2 separate regions of the Callithrix jacchus genome follow, and region 2 is linked to region 1. A link is a contact called in public Hi-C data. All regions are on one chromosome and are shown on one strand. Each heading gives the region's core, a stretch centred on a gene start, on an enhancer-like site or on the middle of the called end of the contact. The rest is flanking DNA. Distances are from core to core; before and after follow the strand shown.

Region 1 (6,997 bases), core at 2,027-4,526:
CTAGTGAAAATACAAAAATTAGCCGAGTGCGGTGGCGGGCACCAGGGAGCTACTTGGGAGGCTGAGGCAAGAGAATCATTTGAACCTTGGAGGCGGAGGTTGCAGTGAGCCAAGATTGTGCCACTGCACTCCTGCCTGGGTGACAAAGCAAGACTCCGTCTCAAAAAAAAAAAAAAAAAAGCTTACAGTGAGGCTTGGCAGAGGAGGCACGCAGTAAATGATAGCCATTATGTTGGTCAGAGAGGCCTCCACTTCCCCTTTAATGATTCAGCCAGAGTCTTTTTCCTGTCTAGAAATTTCTGGATGGTTCTGCAGCAGGGCAGGGGTTACTAACATTCAACAAACCTTGAATTCAGTCAGGAGGTTTGAATCTCAGGTTCTTCATATTTTTTGTTTGTTTGTTTTTGAGACGGAGTTTTGCTCTTGTTGCCCAGGCTAGAGTGCAGTGGCACGATCTCGGCTCACTGCAATCTCTGCCTCCTGGGTTCAAGTAATTCTCCTGCCTCAGCCTCCTGAGTAGCTGGGATTACAGGCTTGTGCCACCATGCCAGGCTAATTTTGTATTTTTAGTAGAGACAGGGTTTCACCATATTGGCCAGGCTGGTCTCGAACTCCTGACCTTAGGTGATCCACCTGCCTTGGCCTCCCCAAGTGCTGTGATTACAGGCATAAGCCACTGTGCTTGGCCCATATTTACCTTTTTCTCAAAAAGTAAACTTCTCTGAAATAATTTCAAATGTCCAGAAAAGAATGGCACAGAGAATTTCGGAATACCTTCATCTAGATTCACCATTTGTTAGCATTTTGTCACGTTTTCTTCATCATATTCTCTCTTCATATATATGCATATATATTTTTGAATATATATGAACAGATATATATATGCACACACACACATATATATCCTTCTGCCTCCATCTCCTGAGTATCTGGGACTATAGGCTCATGCCACCACACCTGGATAATTTTTTTTATTGTTAGTAGAATTGAGGTCTTGCTAGTTTGCCCAGGCTGGTCTCCAACTCCTGATGTCAGGGGCTGTCCTCCTGCCTTGGTCTCTCAGAGTGCTGGGATTACAGGAGCCACCATGCCCATCTACCCGCAAATTATTTAGCATGTATTATATCTGGAGGGCAGCCCCTGCCATATGATTATAAGAATCAGGAAATTCGACTTTCATACAAATTCATTATATTGTAAAGGAGGCAAAATTTTACCCCTACCCTTTTAGAATTTTCACCTGGGCCTGAGAATGAAACTGACATGAGACAGATTAGTAGGAGAAAAGCATATACATTTATTTAACGTGCATTTATGTAACATGTGAGCCCTCCTAAGGAAAAGAAGACTCAAGGAAACAGAGCCAAACACTTACATGCTGATTTGGACACAGAGTAGTAAACTGTGAAAACGTGACAAGGTAAAGGCGCGTGGGTGTGGGCTAAGGTAGTTAACTGGGTAAAGAGACTGGGAAGATCTGGCTTTAACAAGGTTTGTTTGTACAGATTTCTCTTGGCTTCAACTTCCTGCCATGAATGAGAAGAATGCTAATTTTCTCCTCATATAGAGAAAAGTCTTCCATGTGGAATTTCATCTCCTGCCTTCAGGAAGAAAAAAAGAAGGTCAGAGCAACTTTTTTTTTTTTTTTTTTTGAGATGGAATATTGCTGTTGCCCAGGTTGGAGTGCAGTGGCATGATCTCGGCTCACCCCTGCAACTTCTGCCTCCTGGATTCAAGCGATTCTCCTGCCTTAGCCTCCTGAGTAACTGGGATTATAGGCATACGCCACCACACCCGGCTAACTTTGTATTTTTAGGAGAGACAGGGTTTCTCCATGTTGGTCAAGCTGGTGTCGAACTTTGACCTCAGGTGATCTGCCCACCTGGGCCTCCCAAAATGCTGGGATCACAGGCCTGAGCCACTGTGGATGGCCCAGAGCAACCTTACACCTCTTTGGTTTGGTTTGGTTTTTTAAGGGGCTTTACCTCAAAATAATTTTTTCTTTTTTTGAGACAGTCTCACTCCACTGCCCAGGCTGGAGTGCAGTGGCCTGCAACCTCAACCTTCTGGGCTCAAGCAATCCTCCTGCCTCAGCCTCCCTAAGTAGCTGAGACTACAGCCACGCACCACCATGCCTGGAAAAATTTTTGTATTTTCTATTTTTTGTAGAGATAAAGTTTCATCATGTTGCCCAAGCTGGTCTGGACTCCTGAGCTCAAGCAATACCCCCATGTTGGTGTCCCAAAGTGCTGGGACTACAGGCATGCACCACGACACCTGACCAGCTCAAAGTAATCCTTAATCAATGAGTAATCCCAGCTACTCGGGAGGCTGAGGCACGAGAATCCCTTGAACCCAGGAGGTGGAGGTTGCAGTGAACCGAGATGGTGCCTCTGCACTACAGCTTGGGTGACAGAGTGAGACCCTATTTCAAAATAATAATGCTCCTTAATCCAAAGTTGCATATTTTGGGTTGCATGTCCTGAACTTCTTCAATATAAAGCTTACATTCAAGTGTCCCCTATTGCCCCAATAACTTCCTCTTTAGCCGTTTTACTAGACCAGGCTCCAGCCCAAGAGCGTGCATTGCATTTAATTATACTGCCTCTTTGGCATCCTCAGCCTTTGAAGTTTTTGAAGATGACAGGCCAGCTAATTTACAGATGCTCCTTCATTTAAGTAGCTCCCACATTTAGGTTGCGGCGCCCCTGCGCCCCGCCCAACCGCCATTTAAAGTGTGAAGGCCCCAGTTCAGCGCCTGGCCTGCGGCAAGCCGTCAGGAGATAGAAGTTCCCTAAAACAGGGGTGCGGGGAGTGGCAAGAGGCTAGAGGACGAGTGAGAGGAAGAGTGGAGGAGCTGCTGCGGCTTCCCTAGGATTCAGGCCCCAGACGAGGCCGTGGACTTGCTCGCCCAGGCACATCCCGACTCCAGACTCCACCCTGACGTTCCGGACTTTACCCCAAGGGATTAAACCTGGAGCAGCTGGAACTCAACGAAAACAGATCTCCAGACCGTGACTCAGCGAAAATAGACCTTGAGACCGTGACTCAGCGAAAACAGATCGGGGCGGTGACTCAGCGAAAATAGACCTCGGGACCGTGACTCAGCAGGAAAAACAGAGCCACTTGGCTTAAGAAAAGATTACTCAGCAGGGGCCAGCGGCGCCAGGCTGGCTGAGCGCGGGGGAGGGGGGTTGGGGGGGATGTGTGCCCCAGGCTTTCGGTGTAATGGAGACAGTGTGCCTTTCTTTCGGACCTGGCCCCTGCCTCTTCCCCTCTCTAAGCTCTAAAGACTGGTTAACAGCAGGATTGCTGGGAGGCTTAAGTGAGCCCCAAAGGTGAGAACTGCCTAGTAGTAGATACCGGGTCCCTTAACAAAAAACCTTGAACGAATAACGAATGCCTCTGCCAATCACAAGCTCAGCAGCACCGTAGGAACTTACTGTTCCCCCCCCCCCCTTTTTTTTTTTGAGGAGTCTTGCTCTGTCGCCCAGGCTAGAATGCAGTGGTGCGATTTCGGCTCACTGCAACCTCCGCCTCCCAGGTTCAAGCAATTTTCCTGCCTCAGCCTCTCGAGTAGCTGGGATTACAGGCGCCACCACACCCGGTTAATTTGTGTGTGTGTGTGTGTGTGGTTTCATCATGTTGGCCAGGTTGGTCTCACACTCCTGACCCCAGGTGATCCACCCGCCTCGGCCTCCCAAAGTGCTGCAATTACAGTCATGAGCCCCGGTGTCTGGCCCATTGTGGGAGCTTGGATAGCCTCCTGGGAAGGTGGTGGTTGCTATTTAGTGATTGGAGATCTCCTTCAGCCCAATTCAGCAAACACTTGGTTATCTTCCTGAGGCCTTAGTTTCCCCATCTTAAAAGTGAGGAATAAAGATAATTTCTCGTTCACTTAATGATATTCCCTGGGTCTGTTATCATCATCATCCTTGCCTTTTTTCTTTTCTTTTCTTTTCTTTTTTTTTTTTAGACTGGATCTCACCCTGTTACTCAGGCTAGAGTGCAGTGGCACGATCTCGGCTCACTGCAGACTCCATCACCCGGCCTCAAGCAATCCTCACACCTTAGCCTCCCAACTAGCTATGATCACAAGTCTGTGCCACCATGTCCACCTGGTTCATTTTTTGTGTTTCTGATGGAGACAGGATCTCGGCATGTTGTCCAGGCTGATCTCAAACTCTTGAGCTCAAGCGATCTGCCTGCCTTGCCTTACAAAATGCTGGATTCCAGGTGTGAGCCACCATGCCAGCCCATCCTTGACATTTAAATAAATTTAAAAATACTGTATTCTTTATTTACCAGGTATGAAAATAATGCATGGCTATTGTACAACATTTAACTCTATAATTCCAACTTGTACAACCACTATTAACATTTTAGTGTATTCCTTTTTTTTTTTTTCCTGAGACTAAGTTTCACTCTTGCTGCCCAGGCTGGAGAGCAATGGCGCAATCTCGGCTCACTGCAACCTCTGCCTCCCAGGTTCAAGTGATTCTCCTGCCTCAGCCTCTCCAGTAGCTGGGACTACAGACATGCACCACTATGCCTGGCTAATTTTGTATTTTTAGTAGAGACGGGATTTCTCCATGTTGGTCAGGCTGGTCTTGAACTTCCGACCTCAGGTGATCCACCCACTTCAGCCTCCCAAAGTGTTGAGATTACAGGCACGAGCCACCGCACCCTGCTAGTATATTTCTTAGAACTAAAAAAATTATAGCAGGGTACAGTGTCTCATGTCAGTAATTCCAGCACTTTTGGGAGGTCCAGGTAGGAGGACCACTTAAGCCAGGAGTTTGAGACAGCCTGAGTGACAAAGTGAGACCCCTGTCTCTACAAAAAAATATTAAAAATTAGGTGGGTGAGGTGGCATGCCGCTGTAGTCCCAGATACTTGGGAGGCTGAGATGGGAGGATCCCTTAAGGCCAGGAATTGGAGGTTATGATGGGCTATGATCATGTCACTGAACTCCAGCCTGGGTTACAGAGTGAGACTTTGTCTCTAAAAAACAAAAAGTTAGGCCAGGCACGGTGGCTCACAATTGTAATCCCAGCACTTTGGGAGGCCAAGGCAGGTGGATCACGAGGTCAGGAGCGCAAGACCATCCTGGCCAACATGGTGAAACCCCATCTCTATTAAAAACAAACAAACAAACCCCAAAACTGGCTTTTTTTTTTGTTTATTTTGTTTTTTTAAGACGGGGTTTCACCATGTTGGTCAGGCTGGTCTTGAACTCCCAACCTCAGGTGATCCGCCCACCTTGGCCTCCAAAAAACTGGCTTTTGACCATCAAGAGAGCCACCTGTGAGAGTGTCTATGGACCCACTGTGTCACCTGTCAAATGCTGGGAAATATTTAGTTCTTAGGGGGTCCCTGGCAGGCAGCTCTGAGAAAGGATCTCTGTGAGGGTCCAAGGTCCAGGGGTCCAAGGTCCTCTCTGAGGAAATTCCAGAATGTGCCCTGGCCTTCTGGGGAGGCGGCATCCCCTGGGAAGATGGCCTGGGGGTGTGGTGGAAAACCCCTGGCCTTTGGCATCAGACAGAGCTGGTTACTGTACTCTACTTTACCCATGCTGTGACCTCTTCACTCTGCAGTCTCCACTTCTTTATCAGGAAAATGGAAATGACAGTCCCAGTTTTCCAGTGCCAGGGGTGTAGGAACTTGGTGTACTCACTGTGTGGTGCACAATATGTGTTCAGCTATTTTCTGTTTATTGTATTTTTAGTAGAGATTAGGTTTCTCTATGTTTATCAGGCTGGTCTCGAACTCATGACCTTCTCTTTTCAAGGGGAGGACTAACTTTTGCTGAAAAATCAGAAACCACAGCTGGGCATGGTGGCTCATGCCTGAAATCCCAGCTACTTCTTGGGAGGCTGAGGCAGGAGGATTGTTTGAGGTCAGGAGTTGGAGACCAGCCTGGGCAAATACAGCAAGACCCCTTTCTCAAAAATATTAATAATAATCGGATGGGAGGGGATTGAGGGATGAGAAATTACCTACTGGGTACCATATATGTTATTTGGGTAATTGTTAAACTGAAAGCCCAGGCACTATATCCATGTAACAAAAACACACTTGTACCTCCTAAATCCATAAATATAAAAATTTAGGCCGGAGGTGGTGGCTCACGTCTATAATCCTAGCACTTTGGGAGTCTGAGACAGATGAATCACCTGAGGTCAGTTCGAGACCTGCCTGACCAACATGGTGAAACCCCATCTCTACTAAAAATACAAAATTAGCCAGGTATTGGGTAAAATGCCTGTAATCCCAGCTACTCAGGAGGCTGAGGCAGGAGAATTGATTGAATCCAAGAGGCAGAGGTTGCAGTGAGCCGAGATGGCACCACTGCTGTCCAATCTGGGCAACAAGAGTGAAACTCTGTCTCAAAAAAAAAAAAATTAAAACCAGAAAGAAATAATAATTATGGCCACCATCGATGGGACAGCCCAGTGTACTGGACAAACTCCTGGACTCTGAGGGCAGCCAGCTTAGGCTGGGCTCCAGTTCTCCCACTTTTTAGCTGTAATCCCAGGACTTTGGGAGGCTGAGGTGGGCAGATCACAGGCCAAGAGATTGAGACCATCCTGGCCAACATGGTGAAACCCCATCTCTACTAAAAATACAAAAATTAGCCGGGTGTGGTAGCAGGCACCTGCAGTCCCAGCTACTCAGGAGGCTGAGGCAGGAGAATCCCTTGAACCCAGGAGGCAGAGGTTGCAGTGAGCCAAGATCACGCCACTGCACTTCAGCCTGGGCAGCAGAGCAAGACTCCAACTCCAAAACAATTTTTTTTTTCAATTTTTGGTACTGGGTGTGGTGGCTCACACCTGTAATCCCAGCATTTTGGGAAGCTGAGGCAGATGGATCACCCGAGGTCAGTAGATCACCTGACCAATGTGGAGAAACCCTGTTTCTACTAAAAACACAAAAAATTAGCTGGGCGTGATGGTGGGTGCCTATAATCCCAGGTACCTGGGAGGCTGAGGCAGGA
Region 2 (6,997 bases), core at 1,471-3,970, 230 kb before region 1:
CCATGGCTCTCCCTTGCTCGGAAGCCCTTCCATGGCTCTCCCTGGGCACATGCCACCTGTCTGTGGCTCCCATGGCTCCCTCTGCTTATTTCTCAAATTGTCACTCTCCCCTTCACGTTTTCCACCACAGAAACACCAAAATATTTGTATGCCCAGCATAGCCTGCTATTTTATGTCTCCTATGATAGAAATCGCTCATTTTCATCTGATCTACATTCCCCACTTCTTTCTAAGTAAGAGAAATTCCAGTTTTCATCTTGTGATATGACTGTGTAGAAATAAAGACTACATATCCCGGCCTCCTCTGCAGTGAGGTATGGCCGTCGGATGTGCAGTAAGATAACGTATTAATTACAACTTCTGGAACGCGTTCTTTAAGATGGGGGCAGAACCTTCTTCACCCCTTTCTCCTTCCTGCGGATTGGAATGAGGGCACGATGGCTGGAGCTCAAGCAGACATCTTGGATCAGGAGGTGAAGGCTGTATGTGTAACACGGCACAGCACTAAGGTAGATGGAAGCTGGTTCCCTGACACTGGAGTGTGCTATGTCAGGTCTGAATCACCTAGACTTCTATGTGAAAGAGAAATTAATACTCTGTTGTTGAAGCCATGTTATTTTGAGTTTTCTGCTACCAACAAGCAAACCTAGTCCTAACACACCAACTTCACGTCCTTGAATGCTTTGATGCTTGCACTTGGAATGCCTTTTTCCTCACTCTGCTCCTACCAGACTCTTTTTTTTTGAGATGGAGTTTCGCTGTTGTTACCCAGACTGGAGTGCAATGGTGTGATCTCTGTTCACCGCATCCTCTACCTCCTGGGTTCAGGCAATTCTCCTGCCTCAGCCTCCCGAGTAGCTGGGACTACAGGCACGCACCACCATGCCCAGCTAATTTTTTGTATTTTTAGTAGAGACGGGGTTTCACCATGTTGACCAGGATGGCTTCAATCTCTTGACCTCGTGATCCACCCGCCTCGGCCTCCCAAATTGCAGGGATTATAGGCGTGAGCCACTGCGCCCGGCCTCCTACCAGACTCTTACTGATCCTTCAAAACCTTGCTCAGACATCACCTTCTCAGTAACATGCTCCTTGGTGGAATTAACTGCACTCCTCCATGATTTCTCTGTACCTTATATCACAGTGTGCAATTATTGAGCACTTACTGTGTATCAGGCAACATGCGGAGTGCTCCCTCTTTTAATCCTCACAATGACATTTAAGATAGGGTATTCCTTTCAAAATCTCCACTTCATAGATAACAAAAACATAGATCCTGGAAAGTTATGGCACTTTTCATGGATCACAAGAGTAGTACATGGGATGGCCAACCACGAAATCCAGAAAGCTCATTCCAAAGCCTTTAGCCCTATACTGAATGGCTCCTATTACTGCCCTGATCAGAAAGTGCTGACAACATTAGGTCACACGTCCCTTCCTGCTACTGCCTCTCAAAGCTGAGAGGCCATGTAGTGTCACCTTGGTCCCCCAGGGCCCAGCGCAGAGCCTGGCACACACCAGGTAAGCATGAGTGCTATGGAACGCGGCTGTCCATTCTCAGCTCCTAAGTCCTTGCCTTGGTCCTTGTGCTTGGAATATCTCTTCCTCACTTTGCTCCTAACAAACTCCTATTGATCCTTCAAAACTCTGCTCAGGCATCACCTGAGCCTGGCACCTAAGATTCTTCCCAAGTACGTGTCACCTCCCATGGCTCCCATTGCCCCACGCATCTCCAGCAGGCTTTGCAGCACTGTTTGATGCCTCTGCTTAGACCACTCTGCAGAACGCTCCCTCATACATTCACGTGCAGCCCAACCATCATCTATGCACAAACTCCTATTCATCCCTCAAAGGCCTTCACCTAGCAGGCCTGGGCGCTGCCTTCTCAACTATAACTTAACTGAAGTTTCTTTTTCTTTTTTTTTTTTTTTTACCACTGAGTATCCACCACACTCAGTGCTCCTTTTTCTTAATTTTATTTATTATTATTATTATTTTGAGACAGAGTCTCACTCTGTCACCCAGGTTGGTGGAGTGCAGAGGTGTGATCTTGGCTCAATGCAACCTCTGCTTCCTGGGTTCCAGCAATTCTCCAGTCTCAGTCTCCCAAGTAGCTGAGACTACAGGCATGCACCACCACACCTCACTAATTTTGTATTTTTAGTAGAGTCAGGGTTTCACCATGTTGGCCAGGCTGGCCTCGAACTTCTAACCTTGAGTGATTCTCCCTCCTTGGCCTCCCAAAGTGCTGGAATTACAGGCATGAGCCACCGTGCCTGGCCAGTGCTCCTATTTTTAGTCCTCACAGTGACATTTGAGGTAGGTTATTATTTCCAAAATTTCATTTACAGACAAAAAATGCATAGTCCTTTGAAAGTTATGCCACTTGTCCTGGATCACAATATTAAAAGATCATGATTCGTCTTCTGATAATCTGGCAAGCCATCCATGGTCTTCTAGGCAAGGTGCCATGAATAGAGACAGAAAAAAACCCCCTCCCAGCTGGCTGGGAAGAGAGACTGAGAAACGGAGAGCACAGATGGTGCAGGCTTTTCTCCTTGTTGCCACTAGATGGCAGTAGGGCCCCCATTGTCAGCCCCTGGGGCAAGGTCACCGGCTGTCTTTGCCTTTGCTTCCAGCAAGCCAAGACCCTAAATGGACTCAGTACAAAAATAAACAATCCAAGAGCTTGTTGGCCTGGTCCTTTGCTAGGTGCTGTAGAGCAGGTGAGAGAGTGAAGGGGAAGAACCCCACATTAGACCAGTTCTTAGCCATGAAGCAGAGACTCTGAAGGCAGACTGCCTGGGTTCCAATCTTGGGCTTGGCATTTAGTAGCTGTGTGACTTTGGGCAAGTTACTTAACCTCTCTGGGCCTCAAGTGTAAAGTGAGGCTTGTAAAACTGTCTCCTGCAGAAGAAAGGGCCGCTGGGAGGAGCGCTACCCCTGGCGTGCAGTAAGTACAATACGAGTGTGTGGTTTTGATATTCCTGCTTCTGAGGTCCTCACAGGGTAGAAATGGAAAGAAGCCAGTCCAGACGGGTGCACCCCAAAGCAAGAGAGATGAGAGGCTGCACCAGTGCTGGAGCCGGAGTGGGGAAGAGGCACATCTGCCAGGAAGCGGGTGGAGTGGGGTCGGGGGGAGTCCCAGCTGGAAAGCTGTTCCTATGGAACGAGCCTTGAAGAAAGGGGAGGACGGGTGAGCATGGGGTTGGGTGGCTGGAGGTGGGACTGGGCTCTGTCCAGATGACAGGTGGATGGTGGGGCTGGAGGAGCCACTCTGAGCCTCCAAGGCCGGGCAGGGTGAAGGGACGAGGCAGGCCGGTGTCCCGGGCCACATCTGTTGACTGGGGGATTAGGATACTGCGTTCTTGCCAGCCCTCCTCCAATAAGCCCCTCTGGGCCTGCAGGGAGAGGAGGAGCCTTGCCATGTAAACTGTATTTTTAGCTCCCTGCGCCTCTCCCCGGCTGCTATAAGACACCTCTCCCCACCCCCAGTCCTGGCCGCTTGGCTGGAGGCTCTGTGAGGACAGCTGGGGAGAGAAGGGAAGCTGTGGTCAGTATGATGGACCTAAGGGGCTGGAGAGGAGCAGCCTGGGGGGGGTGGTTCTGGGGTCTGGAGCAAGCGTGGGGGTCCTGCTGGCCCATCGAGGGTCTTGAGCAGGTCCTGCAACCCTCAGGCCCCAGCTCTGCTCTGAGTCCTGGCCTGGCGCTGGTCCAGGAGGGTAGACTCTGCCAGGGAGCACAAGCTAAGCTGGGAGTGGGGTGGGAGGGCCTGCTGGCAGGAGGGAGGCGCTGCCCAGCCTGGCCTGCAAAAGCTGGTTCCCAGAAGGAGGAGGAAGGGAGTGGCGGAGACCTCGGGGACTCCCGGCTTTGAGGAGCCAGAGTACTCCTTCTTGCCACATCTTAGCTCTTCCCCGGTGGAGTCTTAATCCCAGATTTACAGAGGGGAATTGTCACCTGTCCAAGGGCTAGCAAATTCCCAGGTCACCTAGATTGGGTTTTCTAACCATAAAAATAGAGGAGCCAGGTGCACAGCTGCCTGGGGGGCTCAGACCTGTGCAGGTGGGTGCTGGACGCCCCTCACTACAGCGTTCTCTTTGTGTGCATGTGACTAGAGGTGACAGTGGCTGGAGACTGAAGATCTCAGAGCCTGTCTTTCTCCACCAGCCTGATGCCCCCGCCTCACCTTGCTCAGTGAAAGTCTTGGGATGTTCAGTCTGGACAAGAAAGGGCTTAGATGAGCCTGCTGCTTCTCTTGTGAGACAGACTCAGCTGGGCCTCTCTATTCCCAAGGAGCCAGCGGAGCCACCACGAGGGAGTGACGGTGACGTGGAGGCATCTTTTGGTTCGACATGAAAAAGAATTTTTGAAGCTTTAGGTAGTGAGCTCACCATTCCCAGGAGTATTCAAGCAGATGCCAGACAATTATCTGCAGGGAAAACTACATTCAGTGGGATATTGGACAAAATACCGTGGAAGGCCTCTTTTAGCCACAAGATGCTACAGCCCTGTAATTCTAGACTTCTCTGCCTCTAGCTCTCTATGAGTCTAGAATCTAGAATCCCAGTTTCTCGGGTGGCCAAAAGCTGAAGATTTTGACACTCTAGAATTTTAGTTCTGGGATCTCGGGAGTCCAGAACTGGGAGCACAGAGGATGATTCTGCGAGCCTCAGTTTTGGATTCAAAGGATTCTGAGATAGGAAATGGAAAAAGAGGAGGCCTGACTTGTTGGGATCCAGTTTTCCCCACTGGCCGTCAGACTAACGTGCCCTGCATGTGTGTGTGTGCGCGTGTGTGTGTGCAGCATGAGTGTGTACGGCTGCAGAAAGTTTTGCACACAAAGGCAGCCTGGTTTTCCTATAATGCGCCTGCGGCTTCTCTGCCCCGGCCATAATGAAGGCTGCCACGGGGATAATAATGGCCCCCAAACAGAGCTGGTGGCTCCAGGTAGCCATGGCAACTGCGAGGTAACGCTGTTCTGTTGTAGAGATGTGTAAGTACAAACAGATGTCGGTGCCTTCCCATTAGCTTAAATGGTAAAACTTAAAAGGTCCATCGACTTCAAAGCTACAGGTTTCCATGAGCACGCTGGTTCATGGGAGCGCCTGCCAAGCGGATGATAGCTTCATGTTAAACACTTCAGCGTCAGTAACGGGTTGATGAGATTTTAAACACTCAGGCTGTCCCCAGACAACTCAGGAGGCCAGAGATAGGAGAAGAGCTGGGATTCGAGTAGTCATTCGGGATGTTCTGAGACTCGCAGGAGGGCACGGGGCATTTGAAAACCGCACCCTGCAACTCAATCACCAGGAGTCTCGAATGTGTCCCCCCTGCCTTCCCCAGTGCACAGGGCAGGCGGCCCTGGGTCAGGCGTGGCACAGCTCAGTGTCATCACCTTCTTTCGGCCCTCCCCTCTCACATCCTGGGCTCACCCCCAGCGAGTGACCAGCAGTAAGAGTCAAAGCTTCTGAGGGTCTGAGACCGGGGCAGGCACTCTCAAAGTTGCCTTTCCTTCTGAGGCTGGGCCTGGCAGACTGGGGCCTCAGTACTCGGCTGTTGCCTGAATGAATGAACAAAGGAACAAACAGATGAATGGCTGAATGAATGAATGAGAGCCCCGTTGACACCACCATGGCATTTTTAGCTACTACTCATTTTGTTACTGCTTCTTCCACTGCTAAAGAGATGGGCCCTCGGGGGTCGGCTGGCCTAGCATTCCGGGTTGGCTTCTGGAATGGTCACCAGGGAAGGGGACACCAGATGTGCAGCCAGTGCCTCTGACCCTTTTGGTCATTAGGAGTCAGCTGCCTCAGTACACAGGACTCGTTGAAAAGAGACACAGGGCTCCTACAGGGAGTGGAGGCTCATGGCGATCCTAGCAACGTCACGGGCCAGGCTTCAGAGACTCACACAGAGGGCATTCTGACGGAGTTGCACAGGGGAGCTCTAAGTTTGGGGGTTCTTTGAATCTGACTCTTTTTCTAGCTACATTTCCTACCTGTCCGATTCTTACTAGACATCCCTGTTCACGTTCTCCTGGCTAGCAGACGTTGACTATTCAGGAAGTCAGTGGCTCCTGACGTCGGCTTTCTCAGCTTGGTTGTGACTGGCAGCAGGTCTGGGGGAGAATCGAGTGCCCCAGAACTTGACTGGCTACACCTGCACCTCAGCAGGGGTGGGGCAGGGCAGTTACCTTTAAAAAGCTGTGTAGCTGGGGTAGTCGTTCCTCACACATCCAGTGCAGACCCGGGACGGGCCAAACACTGGCTTCTCCTTTCTGAATCTCGCTTCCCACAGCTATAAAGTGGGGTGGTGCTCACAGCTTCCTAGAGGTGTTGTAAAAACTAGATGTAATCTTGCCAGGGACGAGCTTTGTAAAGTCCTGTGCAGATGGAAGGAAGGGCCTGTGACTACCTCGAACATAGCACTCAATAAACTGTACCGTATTTTCATCCCTCTTAGTTATCTCCCTAAAGAGACTCTGAGTGTCTTGGACGCAGGAATGTGTTTGATTTGATTTTGTCCTCAGCATGTAGCAGAGTCTGACACACAGTACGTGGTCTATCACTGTTTGTGAGATGGGCGGATGGATGGATGGATGAACAGATGGATAGATGGAGGGATAGGTGGATTATGAATGGATAAATGAATAGATAGATGAATGGAGGGAGGGATGATGAATGGAGGGATAATGAGTGGATGAATGAGGGGATGGGTGGATGGATGGATGCAGGGAGGATGGAGGGAGTGAGAGATGGAGGAACAAATAGATGGATAGATGGAGGGATGGATGGATGATGGATAGATAGATGAATGGAGGGAGAGATGATGAATGGAGGGATCATAAATGGATGAATGAGGGGATGGGCGGATGGATGGATGGATGCATGAACAGATGGATAGATGGAGGGATAGGTGGATTATGAATGGATAAATGAATAGATAGATGATGGAGGGAGGGAAGATGAATGGAGGGATAATGAGTGGATGAATGAGG

What was found. A called contact is a pair of places that touch in the nucleus more often than the background predicts.
Region 2: a contact with region 1 is called in a Hi-C map of skeletal muscle, with 4 times the contacts expected there. The contact joins the promoter of MB here to the enhancer-like site in region 1. A contact is called at or near these places in 2 of 3 Hi-C or Micro-C datasets (induced pluripotent stem cells and skeletal muscle).

What each region holds. Positions count from the first base shown.
Region 1 is chr1:206,224,625-206,231,621 of calJac240_pri, reverse strand. No RefSeq gene overlaps it. Among named protein-coding and RNA genes, the nearest start is that of HMOX1, 11 kb to the left of the region's middle. Within about 2 kb of position 3,276, at least 6 of the 16 cell types and tissues checked have an H3K27ac peak or open chromatin away from gene starts, as enhancers often do. A contact at or near this core is called in skeletal muscle, where this site is marked.
Region 2 is chr1:206,457,837-206,464,833 of calJac240_pri, reverse strand. It overlaps MB (myoglobin), which reads left to right and starts at 2,720. Exons shown (of 4, transcript XM_054240720.2): 1 at 2,720-2,953.